Linked DNA regions of Mus musculus: region 1 is linked to region 2. A link is a contact called in public promoter capture Hi-C data. All regions are on one chromosome and are shown on one strand. Each heading gives the region's core, a stretch centred on a gene start, on an enhancer-like site or on the middle of the called end of the contact. The rest is flanking DNA. Distances are from core to core; before and after follow the strand shown.

Region 1 (7,903 bases), core at 3,372-5,871, 460 kb before region 2:
GCAAGGGGTTAACTTGCTTTCTTATATCCCATGCTTCTCTTCTGAACTAAAAGTTGAGTTGAGGGAGATTCATATATGATTCTGGGAAGAAGACTTTGGAGGGGGAGACCAGTGTTCACTCACTATAGAAATTTGGCTGAATCATTGTCTCTGGGTCTCCATTGACTCAACTGGAAAAAACAGGCCTGGCTTCTCCCCTAGGCCATGCATCAACATCATCTGGGAATCCCTGATGTTGGGAAAGGCTCTCACTATATAGCCCTGGCTGGCCTGGAACTCAAGATACCCTCTTGCCTCTGCCTGGCATTAAAGGTGTGTCACACCTGTCCCTTGTCTGGGACTTGTTCTTTGAAACCAGATTCTCGGGTTGTAACTCCGAGGCTCTGGATCTCGAGTTGGAGTTTGAGACTGACATTTATTCTTCAAGGTCAACAAAGGATTCTGATGCTCACTAAGGCTAGAAAACCCAGAAGCAGCCGGTGTCTAAGGACTCTTTAGCTTAAGCTTAAATCTTTGAGTCTCTTAAGATGTAACCAAGTAAGAAAGAAGCAACCCTTCCACTACTTACATTGGCTGTTTCTCTCATCTCCCCAACAAAATGGCCCTGACATCAAGTCCAACTCCTTTGGCTGAGCTAGGGTTAGGCCAAGCTTTCACCAACTCCACAACATGTGAGAAAGCATTCTAGGCCTCAGTCTTGAGGACTACAGTAGGATTCTCCCAAAACCCTACCCATAAACCTACACTTGGAAGCCCTCTGCTAACCCTGTCCAAGTGTTAGGGACAGGAGTATCTCACCGGGTTATCCCAGTGGTCCAAGGAAGCCTTGGTTGGCCTTTATCAGCCTAGAAGACGAACATAACACTCTCCACCAGGTACTAGACAGAATAACAAAAAGAAAGGGCCAGGGGAGGTAATTCAGAGCTCTTCACATGGATAAGATATAATTATTATTTTCACACCACCACCCCCTGCTGCTCTGGGATGCACCACTGGGACGTAAGGCTGGTGATTCAATAAAAGTCTGAAGGAGAAAGTCAGCAGACACACGAATATCTTAGCAGGTGGACTAAAATGTTTCTAACCCTTTAACTGAAGCTCGACTTTCTGTCTGTCTCTCCCTCTTTCTTGCTCTCCCTCCATCCACCACCTCTGCCCATTCTGAGCCAATTATAGGCAAGTCCTATGGAGAGAAGCAAGTTGCTTGTGCCTACCTCTGAGCTGGCTGTGCAGAGGGGGAGGCGGGCCTCTCACAGCCCATGCTACTGTGAATCACATGGCCCAGTGCCCGCCTTGTCAGGACTTGAGAAATTCCTCCGCCTCTTCTTCAGAAGGGTTTTCTCGAAGGGTTTTCTCTCCTCGTATTTTATTTTTTAAGTCCCTGATTGCTGAAAGCATTGCAAAAAAGAATCTGATGGATTCCTAGATATCACTCTCTAGACGAGGGGAACTGAGGCACAGAGAACTGAAGTCATTCATCCAGGGACACACAGTAAGTGAGAAATGGCCAGACGGGAGACCAAGTCTTTCCCTTTCTACCCCCAATCTTTACTTTTGATTAAAAGACTCTAGCTGGAGCAGTGGTGGAGCACGCCTTTAATTCCAGCACTCGGGAGGAAGAGGCAGGTGGATTTCTGAGTTACAGAACCACCAAGGCTACACAAAGAAACCCTATTTTGAAAAACAAAAGGGGGGAGGGGTGTAAACTAAAAGATACCACTCAAGCCATTACAGAGGCAAGGACTTAGCTGGGGGCAGGGGTGGGGGGGGGGGAGACAGGATCCTGAAAACAACACTATTGGTTGAGGAGAAGAGGGGGATGGTCTGGGAAGGGAACTCTGCTTTGGAATTTGGAAGAACTGGTGGAGTAGAAAAGCTTGCTCATTATCAACCCTATGTTGACTAGAGAGGGCAGAGACCAAGGGTCAAGACCTTCCTAGCTTTGTCTCCCAGACCAAGAGTATTTGCTGGGTGGGAGCTCGGAGTCCTCTTAGGCAATAGTTACAGAGGGCCTACTATGCGTTCCCTTACCATCCATCGAGACACTGAGTACCTGCCACGTGTTAGGCACTACATCAGTCCCTTAGGTATACAAGGTAAAACAAAACAGACTCAGCCCCCTCGCCCTCGAGGAGCTCACTTTCTGGTGGCAAATGAGCCGCAATAAACAAGTAGACACATACAAGAGGGCACTTTCAGACTGTATTAAATGTAAGGATAGACACACACTGGCAGCTGTGATGGAGATTCACAAGAGGCCCTACTTAAAGTGGTCAGGGAAGGTCTCTCAGAGGGGACATTTGAGCTGAGACCAGAAAGATGAGGAGCAAGCCAGGTGGAGGGCTGAGGGAAGAGCTAACAGGCAGAAGGCAAAGCAAATGCAGACTGCAGTGGGAGAGCTCTGGCTGTTTAGGGATTTGAAGGGAGGAGCTAAGATCAAGTATGTATGTATGTATGTATGTATGTATGTATGTATGAGTAGCATGTGTCCAGGGGAGTTTGGGAAGCCAGCAGAAGCAACAAGCAGGGCAGAGCATTAAAGAGTGTCAGCTGCCTATCTCCAGTTCACAAGGGGGTGAGGGGGGGCAGCGCCTGAAATCTCCCAGAGGTTCCATAACTATCCAAAGAAGAGACAGCAGAGAGAGGCGTATTCTGCCCATGTTTTATGCTTCACCAACTGTTCCTACTACCTGGTCCTGAGCCACAGTCCTAGTGATCTGTGGAAGGTGAGCTATGAGCCCTGGAAGCTGCTAAAAGCTCACCACCTCCTTCAGTCCCAGTGAAGATAGGGCAGATCCATACACTGTTCTTCCTTCAAGGCTCCCAGACTCAGGCCCACGTGAGAATATCCTAGAGGCTCTGCTAGGCTGCTCAGATACTCAGGACTATGAAAAGGCCCATCGGGGTCTGTGGCCCCAGCCTGACCTAGAGTTGTTCCACCACACTGCAAACCCAAGCAACCATCCTGATGATTTTTCCAAACAATCTCCTGGCCCAGCAGCTCTCCCTTCTGACCTCTCTGTCCTATTCCTTCGTACCAGCAGCGCCTTCAGCCCCTTCCTCCAGGCTCAGCTCCACCTTTCTCTCTCATCAATACCCCCTACCTCTTCCTCCCCTTGTCCTGTGGCCACACACACCTAGCAGAAGCACAATCTAGGATCAGTCCACCATCTCCCTCTCTCTTTTGCTCATACTTTCGGGCTACTGAGTCGTATAAGGGGAAATCACATAAGGAGAAAGCTTGCATTACTCTCCAGCTTCAGTTTGGGGAAGCGGGAAGACCACAGATTTTGGACTCTGATCTGTTTTTAAATCCAGGCACCATAATGACAGTGTGACCTTGGACAAGTTACTTCTCAAAGCCTCAGTCTGCACCCCTAAAAATGTAATTGATGATATCCACTTCACAGATGGCTCCTGAAGCTGAAACAAAAACCCTTGTAAAAGTACCCAGTTCAGTGCCATGCACAAATGTAGTCACTTAGCTAATGGGAGACTTCTTTTCTCCTATTCCAACCACATCCCCATTGCTGCCCTGAAATCCTGCCCCCTTTTCTTGGAGTGCTTCCTCTCCTGTTAGCCTCAACAGTTAGAAGAGAAAGGAGTCTTAAGGCTTGAGGGCGCAAGGGACAGATAAGAGCAAGGGGCAAAGGCTGAAAGGACTGGACCGAATACTGCAGGAGGTGGGGGTAGGGGTTGAGGGGACCCAAGGGGCTAGGGTGAGCATGTCGGCTCCAAGTCCTAGAACAAGAACCCGTTCCCGGTACCAGGCCCGTGGCCCAGGTTCCCATGCTGTCTGGATCACTCACCAGGCCGAGGCTGCGAGCCCTCCAGGTGGTAGGAGAAGCGCAGGGCCCGGTGGTGCTGAGGACTAGGGCCGCAGGGTAAGACCCGGGAGCTTGGAGGCGCTCCCAGGCTGGCATCCGAGGGTCCAACAAACTGAGGATCCAAAGGGCCTCCAAGAGCCGTGCCTGAGCCCCTGCTCACCGGCAGCCCGGGTTCCAAGGCTCCAGGGTCCGAGTCGGCACAGGCCAGCGGAGCGGCACCGGGGGTATTTGCCGCTGAGCGTTCGGGATCCGAAGGCCCAGGGCCCCCCGGGACTCGGTGGCCATGCATGGTCCGGGCCTGGGCGCGGGGCCCGGGCTCCCCGCTTGGCTCCAGTTCCTGGGGCGGAGGCGCGGGCGGAGAAGGCCCGGCGCCCGGCGGAGCAGCGGCCTCAGGCTCGGGGGGCGGGGCTGCGGGCTCAGCCCCACTGCGGAGACTCGAGCCCCCGACCCGGGCTCCGGCCAGCAGCCGTGGCGGCAGCAGCAGCAGCAGCCGCGGCCACCGCCGTTGCCGCGCCAGGCATCGCCAGCCCTGGCCCCAAGCGGGGAGTGGGCTCGGCGGGGCCGGGGGCCCGCTGGGGAGCGCTGTCTATGCGGCTGCGGCTAGGCGAGGGTCGGGGGCTGCGCTAGGCACGAGCTCTCCTAATAGATGACCAGTCACTTCCGTAGCCGGGGGCGAGCGGCCAGCCGGATCCCACCGAGGGGGGTCTCTTTCTCCCGGAATGAGAATCGACCTGGGTTCTCTGGGCTAGTCGGGAAGGGTTCTTCCTCCCGCCGCAGCGGAGGCTGGGGGCGGAGGAGAGGGGAGGGGGAGAGGAGAGGAAGGAGGGAAGAGAGGACGGCCGCGGCCGGGAGGCGCGCGTGTGCGCCGCGCTCTCCGGCTGCGAGGCTTGCCTTCGGGCAGTCCTCCGGAACGATGCTCCAGCCGTGCGGGCGGAGGACCGGGCTGGACCGGGCTTCTCCGCCTTCGTCCTGGGTCTGCACCGCGGCAGGCGGGAAGAGCCCTGGGAACTGGGGGATGGGGAGGCGCGAGCCGTTGCTGAGACAGCCGCAGCCACCGCGGCGCTGAGACCCAGTTATTGGAGCCCCGCCCCCTCGTCGGGATTTGAGCTTGGCCACGCCCCCTCGCTAGGGCCAGTTTCACCTCTAACTGCTAGGAGCTTAAGGCCCTCCTTCTGCTGGCCCTTCAGCTTTCCTTCCCATCCTTCCTTGGTCCCACAGAGGCGAGTCTCTGGGCCCAATTTCCGAAATCGACCCTTCCGTCGCATCTCATGCCTTCTTCCGCTCTCCCATCACACTCTTTCCCAGAAGCCTTTCCACATGTCCCAGAGTTAAGCTAGGCTTGGCACGTAGCGATCCTTTAGTACTTATTTTCTCAGACCAGATCTCATGGCCCTTTACTTTTCCACTCTTTTTGTCGCGGTCCCTTGTTTTGTCCGTTACCCGGCTGGCAGCAACCCAAAACTGAACCAGTCCAACTGTTTGCCTTTTTTTCCATGCTTGTGCCCAGGCAGCTGAACACTACTGGGTAACACTACAATTTTCCACATTTGTGTCATGATAAACCCTCATTTCCCAGCTTCTACAAGTCCCTCAGAACTGACCCGACACCCTACTAGTAGTCAACTTTCTTTTCTGTTTCACCCCCATTGCCTAGATAACTCTCATCCATGGTGGCCATATCAAATCTAGTCTCCCCAAGATCTTGATTTGTGCCCCCAACTCCGTCCCACGGTACTTAGCTGATAAGCCCATGTCCTACTTACATGGAGTGAACAGAAGACGCCAGAAGAAAGGTCTGGAATTCTTAGCAACAGACCTCTGAGTTCGTTCCGAGTCCCTTCGCTCTGGGCTTTAAACAGTCAGGTATCTTCTCCCATCTAAAAAAACAAGCACCAAAAGTTATCTCTCTTCTCTTTTTACAGATGACTCAAGACTTGCTCATAGTCAAGTGTCCCATTTCCTACCTCCCACTTATCTTTAACCCTGCTACAACTCACCTCTACTACTTCTTCCAAGCTATTTTTCTTATCAAGGTCTTCCATAGCTTACGTTACTAAACCGAAAAGAATCTCTTTAGAGGTCATCCTACTTGGACTTGCTAGCATTCAGGTAGCACCAGTGACCTCTCCCTTCTCCTGAAATTGCTTCCCTATGACATATCATGCTTATTTTTCTCCTTTTTCCTTTTCAGTTTCCTCCTCGTCTTAGTAGTGTTCTTGGGAGCTTTGGCCTGAGCTCTGTCTTCCCACGCACTCTCTCTGGTCTTTCCCTCAATATCTCATTTGCTTCTATGGCTTCAATTATTACTTCTTTGATAGTTACTCTAAAATACTTCAAATCAAAACATTTTTCCTGGCCCAGACATTCAGCTGGTTAGAAAACAACATTGTTTGAAAATCCTAGAGAAACCTAGAATCTCTGTTCTTTCCCAACTCAAGAAATCCTCTCTCAATGAGCTGTACCTTACCTAAGTGAAGGATCTTGGTCAAAGTAGAGATCTAAGCTATACCCTGGCTCTTTTCTCTCTCTCTCTCTTCTACACCTCCCCCCCCCATGCAATTGCCAAGTCTTCCTATCATCTACAGGACCATCTCCATCATCTACTTATACAGTCTCATTTCCATTGCCACTCGCTGGTGTAGGCTAGTACAGCTTCTAATCTGCAATACCTTCACAGCTCTCCTGTTTCAGTCTTGTTCTCTGGAATCTATTCTTAACTATTTTTCATTATCATGTATCAAACCCAAAGCCTCAGGCAAGACAGGCAAGTGTTCACTGAGTCCTGGAATCTATTCTCTATATTGTAGGCAGTCTGTATTATTACTATTTTTTGAGACAAGCTCTCACTGTGTAGCCTAGGCAGGCCTTGAATTTATAATCCCTCTGTGGTTGCCTCCTGAGTGATGAGACTAAGGGCATATACTACCACATCTGGCAAGTCTATGTCTTTCAAAATCAAATATCATTCACAAGTTTAGAATCTTCCAAGTCCCCAAAGGTTCAAAAGAAAATTTACCTTCCTTAACATTAGAGGTTTGGCAGGGCTCTTTATGATCTGGTGAGATCTCAATCAGCCTTTCTAAACCTAATGCTTGAGTCAAAGTTGAAAAATTGTAAGACTGTTCCTTGGTCTATCCAGCCTCTGAAGGCTTTTTTAACCTTAATTTTTAAAATTCTTTGACAATTCCATCCATATGACCTCTGGAGGTTTTGGGTTGTTGTTCTCTTTTGCTTCTTTGGGTTTTTTTTTAGCGGCAGGGCCTCATTTGGAGTCTAGGCTGACCTTGGACTGCAGTGAGTCCTCTTGCTTCAGGCTCCGGTGTGCTGGGATGAAGGCTGAGGTTTTGCACGTTTGCTGCCGTCGCATATGGAACTCTCTTCACTTCTCCCTCATTCCTCTTCACTTGCCTAAGTTTCAGCTGACGCTGTGAATGTCTCCGGAGCATGGAGTCTAGGCTTCAGGTGAGGCACCAGTTATGCTGTAAGAAGGATCACAAACAGGAAAGTGTTGAGCACACACCACTCTCAAAATGACCGGACCAGTACCGGAGATGACGTGACATAAATGCACACCAGATTACAACACATAAACATGCACATTTATAAACTGCATTAAGGCTATGAATGAACAGAACAGAGAGAGTGACAGGAATGAAAGAATTTAGGGGTTGGTAGTGTCTAGCTTTAGGGGTCAAGCAAAGCTTGAAAGAATGGGAATCAGCAAATGAAGAATGCAGATGAAAGTATTCGGGGGGGGGGCTGGAGCTACAGCTCAGTAGTTATGAGCACTGACTGCTCTTCCGAAGGTCCTGAGTTCAAATCCCAGCAACCACATGGTGGCTCACAACCATCTGTAATAAGATCTGACGCCCTCTTCTGGTACATCTGAAGACAGCAACAGTGTACTTAGATATAATAATAAATAAATCTGAAAGAAAGAAAGAAAGAAAGAAAGAAAGAAAGAAAGAAAGAAAGAAAGAAAGAAAGAAGGTATTCCAGGGAGGGTTGGAGAAGAGATGGCTCGGCGGTTAAGAGCACTGACTGCTCTTCCAGAGGTCCTGAGTTCAATTCCCAGC
Region 2 (7,310 bases), core at 1,022-3,521:
TCCAAAATTACAATCAAATCAAATCAAACAAAAATTGGAATTTCAAAGATAGTAAGGGATTGGTCTTTTAGGCTAGCGTCCTAAAGAGTCAAGTACAAGAGGATTTTAAAATACTGATAGTAAGGAGAGGGCAACATTTGGAATGCAAATAAATAAAATAAGTAATTAAAAATAAAATGTCGACAGTTGAATTACATATGCATATCATCATTCCCCAACTCTCCCATCCCCTTTGAAGTAGCTAAACCAAATTCCTATGCAGAGAAAAATCTTCCAAGGAGCCTGAAGCAAGGATTTTGACCTGTAAAAGACCTGTCTACTTTTCCTTTATGCTCACCTACCTGCTCTCTTAGAGGCTTTTTCTTCCATCGCTAATTATCCAATGGCTCTCTTGCATTTACAGACCCCCAAAGCAGGTCCGGTGGGTGGCATCAAATAGGAAACCGGGAGACATCCGTTGGTTCCTGGGAAGGCTGAGGAAGCACCCTTGTTAAGGGGTGTGTGCAGTGTTGAAATATTAGCTGCTGTACTTGCCAAAGAAGTTCCTGAGCCACCCAGAGACTTTTCTCTTCAGTCCAACCATGTGTTGTTCACCGTGCCCCAAAGGTCAGTACTAATATTAACAAGCCACTGGAGAATGGAGAAATGAAAACCAGCTATTGAGGTGAGCAAGATCTGGATTTCTTTGGGACAAAGCTTTATATTTATCTGCCTTTAGTGCAGTATGGGCAAAATCCCTTGCTTGAAAGCAACTGGTGACATGAAGAAAAATGTTCATTTCCCTTGTCCTAATTAACCCACTCCTGGGATTTGATCTTTAGTCAGTAACTCCCAAAGCATGGAAAAGCTCAAGGCACAGAATTTGAATTACAGAGCTGTTTTTCTGATAGCAGTAACTAGTGACCTTTAAGTCCGATGGGGGTGGGGTGGGGGAGGGGCAGCCTACTGTGGCTCTGTATAGCCATGAAGACGATGGCTCAAAGGCTGTGAAATTCTGAGGGTGTGTGCATTCGAATGGGAATAACTTTGTAGCAATTTTCAGTGGAAAAAAAAAAAACCCTTAGGATGCAAAGTTATAGTTTTCCTGGAAATAGGGCGATTCCTGTTAATTCTGTTTCTGTGGTCACAAAAAAATAAGTCGAGAACTCATCCCTACTGCCCTGCTTATTCATCCATTTGCTAAATATTTATTCCGTTATCATATAAGGTGGGTCAGAGATGGCCACTGCATTCAGGCTGCTGGCAGTCTAGTGACAACGGAAATCAATGGGGGTTGTGCACTGTGGTAAATACTGTGCCATGGACCATAAAGTGCAGTGGTGCCCACAGGAAAAGACGTAAACACAGAGGTGTGTGGACAAAAAAAAAATCAATTGTTTACCTGATTAAGAAGGGTTTAAATCTTGGCTCTACCACTTCTGTGAGGCTGAGACGAATTTATTCAACTTCTACTTAGCTTCAGTGCCTCTTCCTGGATTATCCTAAGAATGAAAGGACACGGTATAGACAGGAAAACCATAACTGCATCGGGAAATGATACTATTCTGGAGCTTAAATGGTCTAGGCCTCGATTTTGCTCATCTGAGAAATGGAGCCAAATGCAAGTCTGTCTTATGCTTTGAGAGTCAAGACAAACATGGCTATACAGGGAGGATTTGAGGCAGTCTCCTTCCTCCAGACTCCATTAAAACGGAGGCTAGCTAGGTTCTTAATTGCTTAACGGAGAAAGTTCCCTTCGCCACTGCCCAAAAGGACTCCAGGGTCTGCAGAAGCCCCTCAGCCACCGCCAGGGGCCGCTCACTAAAGCCAGAGTCCTGTCTCGATCCGGGTAGGGCGTTGGCTCAGCTTGTTTCCCCAGAGGCCTGCCCCTTGACAAAGGGACAAAATCCCATTTGTCAGTAACCTGGCGCATCAGGGGGTACTTTTGTAGTAGAGAAGAGCAGTCAGATTCGGGCGTCCAGGCCAGCATGCGGCCAGAAGAGAAGGAGCCCAACCAGAGACGCGCCTCTCACCAGTTACTCTTCCCAGGTTTTGGTCTGGGTCTTGCTATGTAGCCCAGGCTGGCCTTGAATTCATTACTGACCCTGCCTCAGCTTCCTGAGTACTGGGGTGACAGGCTCGTTTGATCAAGCCCGGTTTTCCTACAGCCTCCACCTTAGTTCCGTCTCCCGCCTAAGAGAACTGAACTCGAAGTCCCGCCCTGCTTGCGTCCTGCCGTCGGAGGGGGCGGAGGGGAAGGTGAGAACGCCCGGTGGAAACGCGAGAGGAAGGCGGGGAGCCAGCTCACTTCCGGGCAGCAATGCATTTGCCCGCCTAAGCTTCCTTTGGGAAACTGTACCGTTTACCAAAATGCTGCGCGTGGTAAGCTGGAACATCAATGGGATCCGGAGTCCCCTGCAAGGCCTTGCATGCCAGGAACCCAGCAGCTGTCCCACGGCCTTGCGACGCGTTTTGGACGAGCTGGATGCTGATATTGTCTGTCTCCAGGAGACCAAAGTGACCAGTGAGCATTCGAGAATCCAAGATCTCTACGGTGTTTTCCTTTTGATGCTAACCTTTGTTCTGTCTCATTTCGCGTTTCGTTTTCCTATACTTAGAATCCTGCCCTTATACCCATCTGAAAGGCCTGATCCTTTTCTTTCTAAACAACCCCACCCCAGCTAGAACCCCTAATTCCGACTCCTGGCCTGCTTTCCCCGTTGAAACCCTCATACACAGATTCCCACTCATTCTATAGCCCGAACTCTGGGCCTTGAATTTTCTCCTTTCATTCTTCTAAGCCAAACACCTCAGTTTTCCATCCCTGCCCCCACCTCAGTCCTTAATCCCCACCTAATCTCTGCCTTTAGCTCAGACTCTTAATTTCTCCTTCCCATATCTCCAATTCCTCTTTTCTCTCCACCTCAAGGCCCTAGATTCATTCCTCTTTGATATCTTACCTCAAATTTAGACCTAATTTCTTCTCCCATAATTCCCAGCTCGAATTCCCTAATTCCCTCTCCTACCTCCCACCCTTCAGGTCCCCAATCTCCACTGCCAGCATCTGTGAGTACTTTAATCTAAATCACAAGACTTAGCTCTGATTTGCCCTCCTCTGCTTCCCTATCTAATTTGAATATAATTTTCTTTCCTGACTTTCCCATCTCTCTAGCTCCTGTCAACATAAACACTTCTCCTGACCCTCAATTACAGCTCTGATGTATGCTAACCTATAACTGTAATTCCAGTCTTTCATGGGTCCATGGTGCTAATTTACCTCTGACTTTATATTTACTTTTTTTTCTTTTTTTTTTTTTTAGGAGATGTACTGACAGAGCCCCTGGCTATTGTTGAGGGTTATAACTCCTATTTCAGCTTCAGCCGCAGCCGTAGTGGCTATTCTGGTAAATGAGGTCTTCTGGGGGTATTTATGTTAGCATTGGTGATGGAGAAAAGGAGTGTTTTGGTATTTAATAAGAAGGTAACATATTTTGACTTTTCATTTCCAAAGCAAATGCTGCTAATTTTAGGTCATATGAAACCTCATATTTATGCACCGAAGTTTCCTTTTGTCCCTCAGAAGTATAGTAATGTACTTCTTCTGAGTTAACTGTATAAGCACTGGACCTTAACTGCCAGGGTTCAAGTCCTGGCTCACATCCTCTCTGTGTTTTCTGACAAGTTACTTTACCTTTGTGTTTCAGGTTTTTCACTGAGAAAATAAGGATAATGGTTATTTTCTAGGCTCTCACAAGGGTTTAGACATAGTCTTGCATGAGGTAATAATGATAGCTAATTTTTCATCAGCATTTGCTATGTATGTGTAAAATACATTATTATTGTTCTTGTAAAATATAACATTATTCTGTGGCTTTTTTTTTTTGGTTTTGTTTTTTGTTTTCGAGACAGGAACTCACTTTGTAGACCAGGCTGGCCTCAAACTCAGAAATCCACCTGCTTCTGCCTCCCAAGTGCTGGGATTAAAGACGTGCGCCACCACTGCCCTATTCTGTGGCTTTTTAAGAGGAAACTGAGGCCTCAGATGCTTTAAGACGCTACAGAGCCATGTATGGCCCCTGAGTTAGGAGGATTGTCCTTACTTTTTTTTTTTTTTTTTTTGATTTTTCGAGACAGGGTTTCTCTGTATAGCCCTGGCTGTCCTGGAACTCACTTTGTAGACCAGTCTGGCCTCGAACTCAGAAATTCGCCTGCCTCTGCCTCCCAAGTGCTAGGATTAAAGGCGTGTGCCACCACGCCTGGCTGTCCTTACATTTTTGAAACAGTTAAATTTGACAAAGATAACCAAAGCTGTTCCTTATATGGATACACTTGGAGTGGGATAGGCTGTACAATGATATATTGGCTGCTGACCCCGTTCAGAATGCTCTTGTCCGTCCCCAGGTGTGGCTACCTTCTGTAAGGACAGTGCTACCCCAGTAGCTGCTGAAGAAGGCCTGAGTGGTGTGTTTGCCACCCTGAATGGAGATATTGGTTGCTATGGAAACATGGATGAGTTCACGCAAGAGGAACTCCGGGTTCTGGATAGTGAGGGCCGGGCCCTCCTTACACAGCACAAGATCCGGTAATAGTCCATATCCTCCTCTTACAGGCCATCACTGGTTCTAGTCCTTGTGTCTAGAATATAAGGCCCATTCTATAGGTATTCAGTTGCTATAAAAATGTTCCCAAACTTGCCTTCCTGTATTTTAGTCCAGGCTGGGCTGAGTGATCTTGGAAAATTCATGCTTCCTTCTGAGCCTTGTGTTCCCCTCTCTACAGAGGGAGACTGGCCTGAAAGAATAGCTTTTTAATTACCATGGGCTCCTCAAAAATAGCTTAGCCAGCACAGAACTCATCATCCTAAGTTGGTTTCTTTCTAGGTATCTTATAGTCATAAATGGCTGCATTATACCCAGTTTACCTGGGTATTATGCCCTCCTTGCCTTATCCAAAGTCCATCCCCCCAAGACTTGCTCATTTATTTCTCCTAACCGTTTTTTGTTCATCCCATGGATAACCATTAACTAGAATCTGCATGGTGGGTGGATATGAAGGGGAGACTTGAAACTGACCTCTTCTGTGGGGCTCTTTTCTCCCAGCACATTGGAAGGGAAGGAGAAGACTTTGACCCTGATCAATGTGTACTGCCCTCACGCGGATCCTGGGAAGCCTGAGCGGCTGACCTTCAAGATGCGCTTCTATCGCCTGCTCCAGATGCGAGCAGAAGCGCTCCTGGCAGCTGGCAGGTATATTGTCAATCTAGACAGCCAGGTTTGGTTGAACACATCTTGGTGGTTGGCCTGTGCCATGCTCTATGATAGGACATAAAATTTTGTCTTTGAGGTCCTTTCTACTCTAGCATCAAATACTGTCATGCTGAACTGACAGCCCTTGTTGTCCTAAGAACTGGAAGGACAGAGTAAAGTGACATGAACTCTGAGCCTTGTACTCTGGCCACTCATTCTGTCTCTTCCCTTACTGGTAACCTCAAAGGCTCTCTGTTAACAGTCTTTTGTCAAATGCCTGTGTGAATCCCTTCCCTGTAGAAGATCTTTGAGGATAAGATAAGGTGATGGTAGTAAATGCCTAGTTCCAAGGATAGACAGGAAAGTGGGAGTAGGTTAGGGTAATCAAGGGGGACTTCTTCCAGGAAGTGGTATCTGAGCTGGTATTTGAAGGGTGAGAAGGATGGCATTAGGTAGAGACCATAGCATCATATAGAATGGTGTCAACATTGCGGCTCAGTATTTGGTTCAAGATGGGAGAACGGAAGAGGCACTTTGCTATGAATAATTGGTATCTAAGCCTATAGGTGGGAGGTAAGCCTCTCTGTGCTCTTGGCCCTGGGAGAAAAGTATATGGGACTCCTCTTTCTTAATGTCCAGTTGACAGTCCCACATTGTGTTTTTCAGTCACGTGATAATCCTGGGGGACCTGAATACAGCCCACCGACCCATTGACCACTGCGATGCAAGTAGTCTGGTAAGGTTCCCTCTAAACCATAGGCCCCAGTTTTGTTCCGTTCACCCAGCCAGCCAAAACTGGGAGTTTGGCACCAGAGGTAGTCTCTTTTATGGAAAAAAATAATGATTACTTTGAGTATATATTTTTTTTTTCATTCTGAAATTACATGTGATAATTGTACATATTTATGAAGTACCACATAAAATTCTGACATGATAGTCAAATGGGGTAAATTGCTGTATTCATATTCATTTCCTCAAACATTTGTCTTTCGGTATGGGCATTCAAATTTTTTTCTACAACCTGGTTTGAAGTATATAGTAAATTATCACCAGTTATTACTATACTGTGGAGTACAAGGCCTTTTTTTCTCCTATCAAACTATTCACACTAGCCAGCCACTGTATCCCTTTCCTTCTGTCTCTCCTGGACTCTTGTGACAACTATACTCTGTTCCATGTGATTACCTTTTGAGACTGCAATACAGGAATGAGGTCACATGGCATCGATCTTTATGGGCTTGCCTTGATTTTTTTTTTTTTTTTTTTTTTTTTTTTTTTTTTTGGTTTTCCGAGACTGGCTGTCCTGGAAGTCACTCTAGACCAGGCTGGCCTCAAACTCAGAAATCCACCTGCCTCTGCCTCCCAAGTGCTGGGATTAAAGGTGTGCGCCACCACTGCCCAGCTCTTGCCTTGTTTTTAAGTCTTCCAGTTCCATTCATTGTGCTGCAGATGACAAGAAAAATCTGTTCTTTCTGGCTAAATGGTATTGTACTCTGTATGCATGTTATATTTTCCTTATTTATTCATTAATGAATATATAGTTTGCTTGTGTATCTGGGCTGTTGTAAATGATACTGCAGTGAATGGGAGTTCAATTGTTTCTTTGACAAACTAATTTCATTTTCTTTGCATAAGACCCAGGGTCCTGGGTTGTTTGAAAAGTCCTTTGAGACTTTAACATGCACACAAGCTTGAGAAATACTGCCCCCAGAATAGATACAAAATTCTTCAACTTGACCATTCTCATAGAAAGGAGTGCTTTGCTAGAAAAACAAGCTGCCTGCTTTTTCTCTGCTCCCATGTGAGCTCAAAAGGTATGGGGATTTCTCCTTGCCTCCTGGCAAGCAGGCAGCTCTTCAGAGGCAGTCACAGATGGAGCTTTTGAGCTATAAAGTGAGGTTCACATAACCCTGTCCCTGTGTTCAGTTAATTTGCTAGAGCAAAGTAAGTACTCAGACAGCCACTATAGCTTATGTCTAAACCTAGCTAAAAAGAATGTTTAAAATGTATCTTATATCTTGGGTATCCTAGGTTTGGGGCTAATATCCACTTATCAGTGAGTACATATTGTGTGAAAAAAGGGGG

What was found. Promoter capture Hi-C pulls out the DNA fragments that hold promoters and counts their contacts.
Region 1: a promoter capture Hi-C map of pre-B cells shows a contact between it and region 2. The contact joins the promoter of Fgd1 here to the promoter of Apex2 in region 2. A contact is called at or near these places in 10 of 39 promoter capture datasets (the 3T3-L1 cell line, cranial neural crest, embryonic stem cells and 6 more), 4 of 484 Hi-C or Micro-C datasets (cardiomyocytes, embryonic stem cells and uterus), 1 of 115 datasets of contacts at active chromatin or transcription factors (astrocytes) and 1 of 9 other capture datasets (adipose tissue).

Annotation. Positions count from the first base shown.
Region 1 is chrX:151,043,888-151,051,790 of GRCm38.p6, reverse strand. Fgd1 (FYVE, RhoGEF and PH domain containing 1) reads right to left here and starts at 4,621. Exons shown (of 18, transcript NM_008001.4): 1 at 3,810-4,621. The coding sequence starts at 4,116. Gm46690 (a long non-coding RNA gene) reads left to right here and starts at 5,699. Exons shown (of 2, transcript XR_001782846.2): 1 at 5,699-7,289.
Region 2 is chrX:150,583,116-150,590,425 of GRCm38.p6, reverse strand. It overlaps Apex2 (apurinic/apyrimidinic endonuclease 2), which reads left to right and starts at 2,271. Exons shown (of 6, transcript NM_029943.2): 1 at 2,271-2,503; 2 at 3,300-3,383; 3 at 4,381-4,561; 4 at 5,079-5,225; 5 at 5,892-5,961. The coding sequence starts at 2,350. It also overlaps a transcript of Pfkfb1 not described here.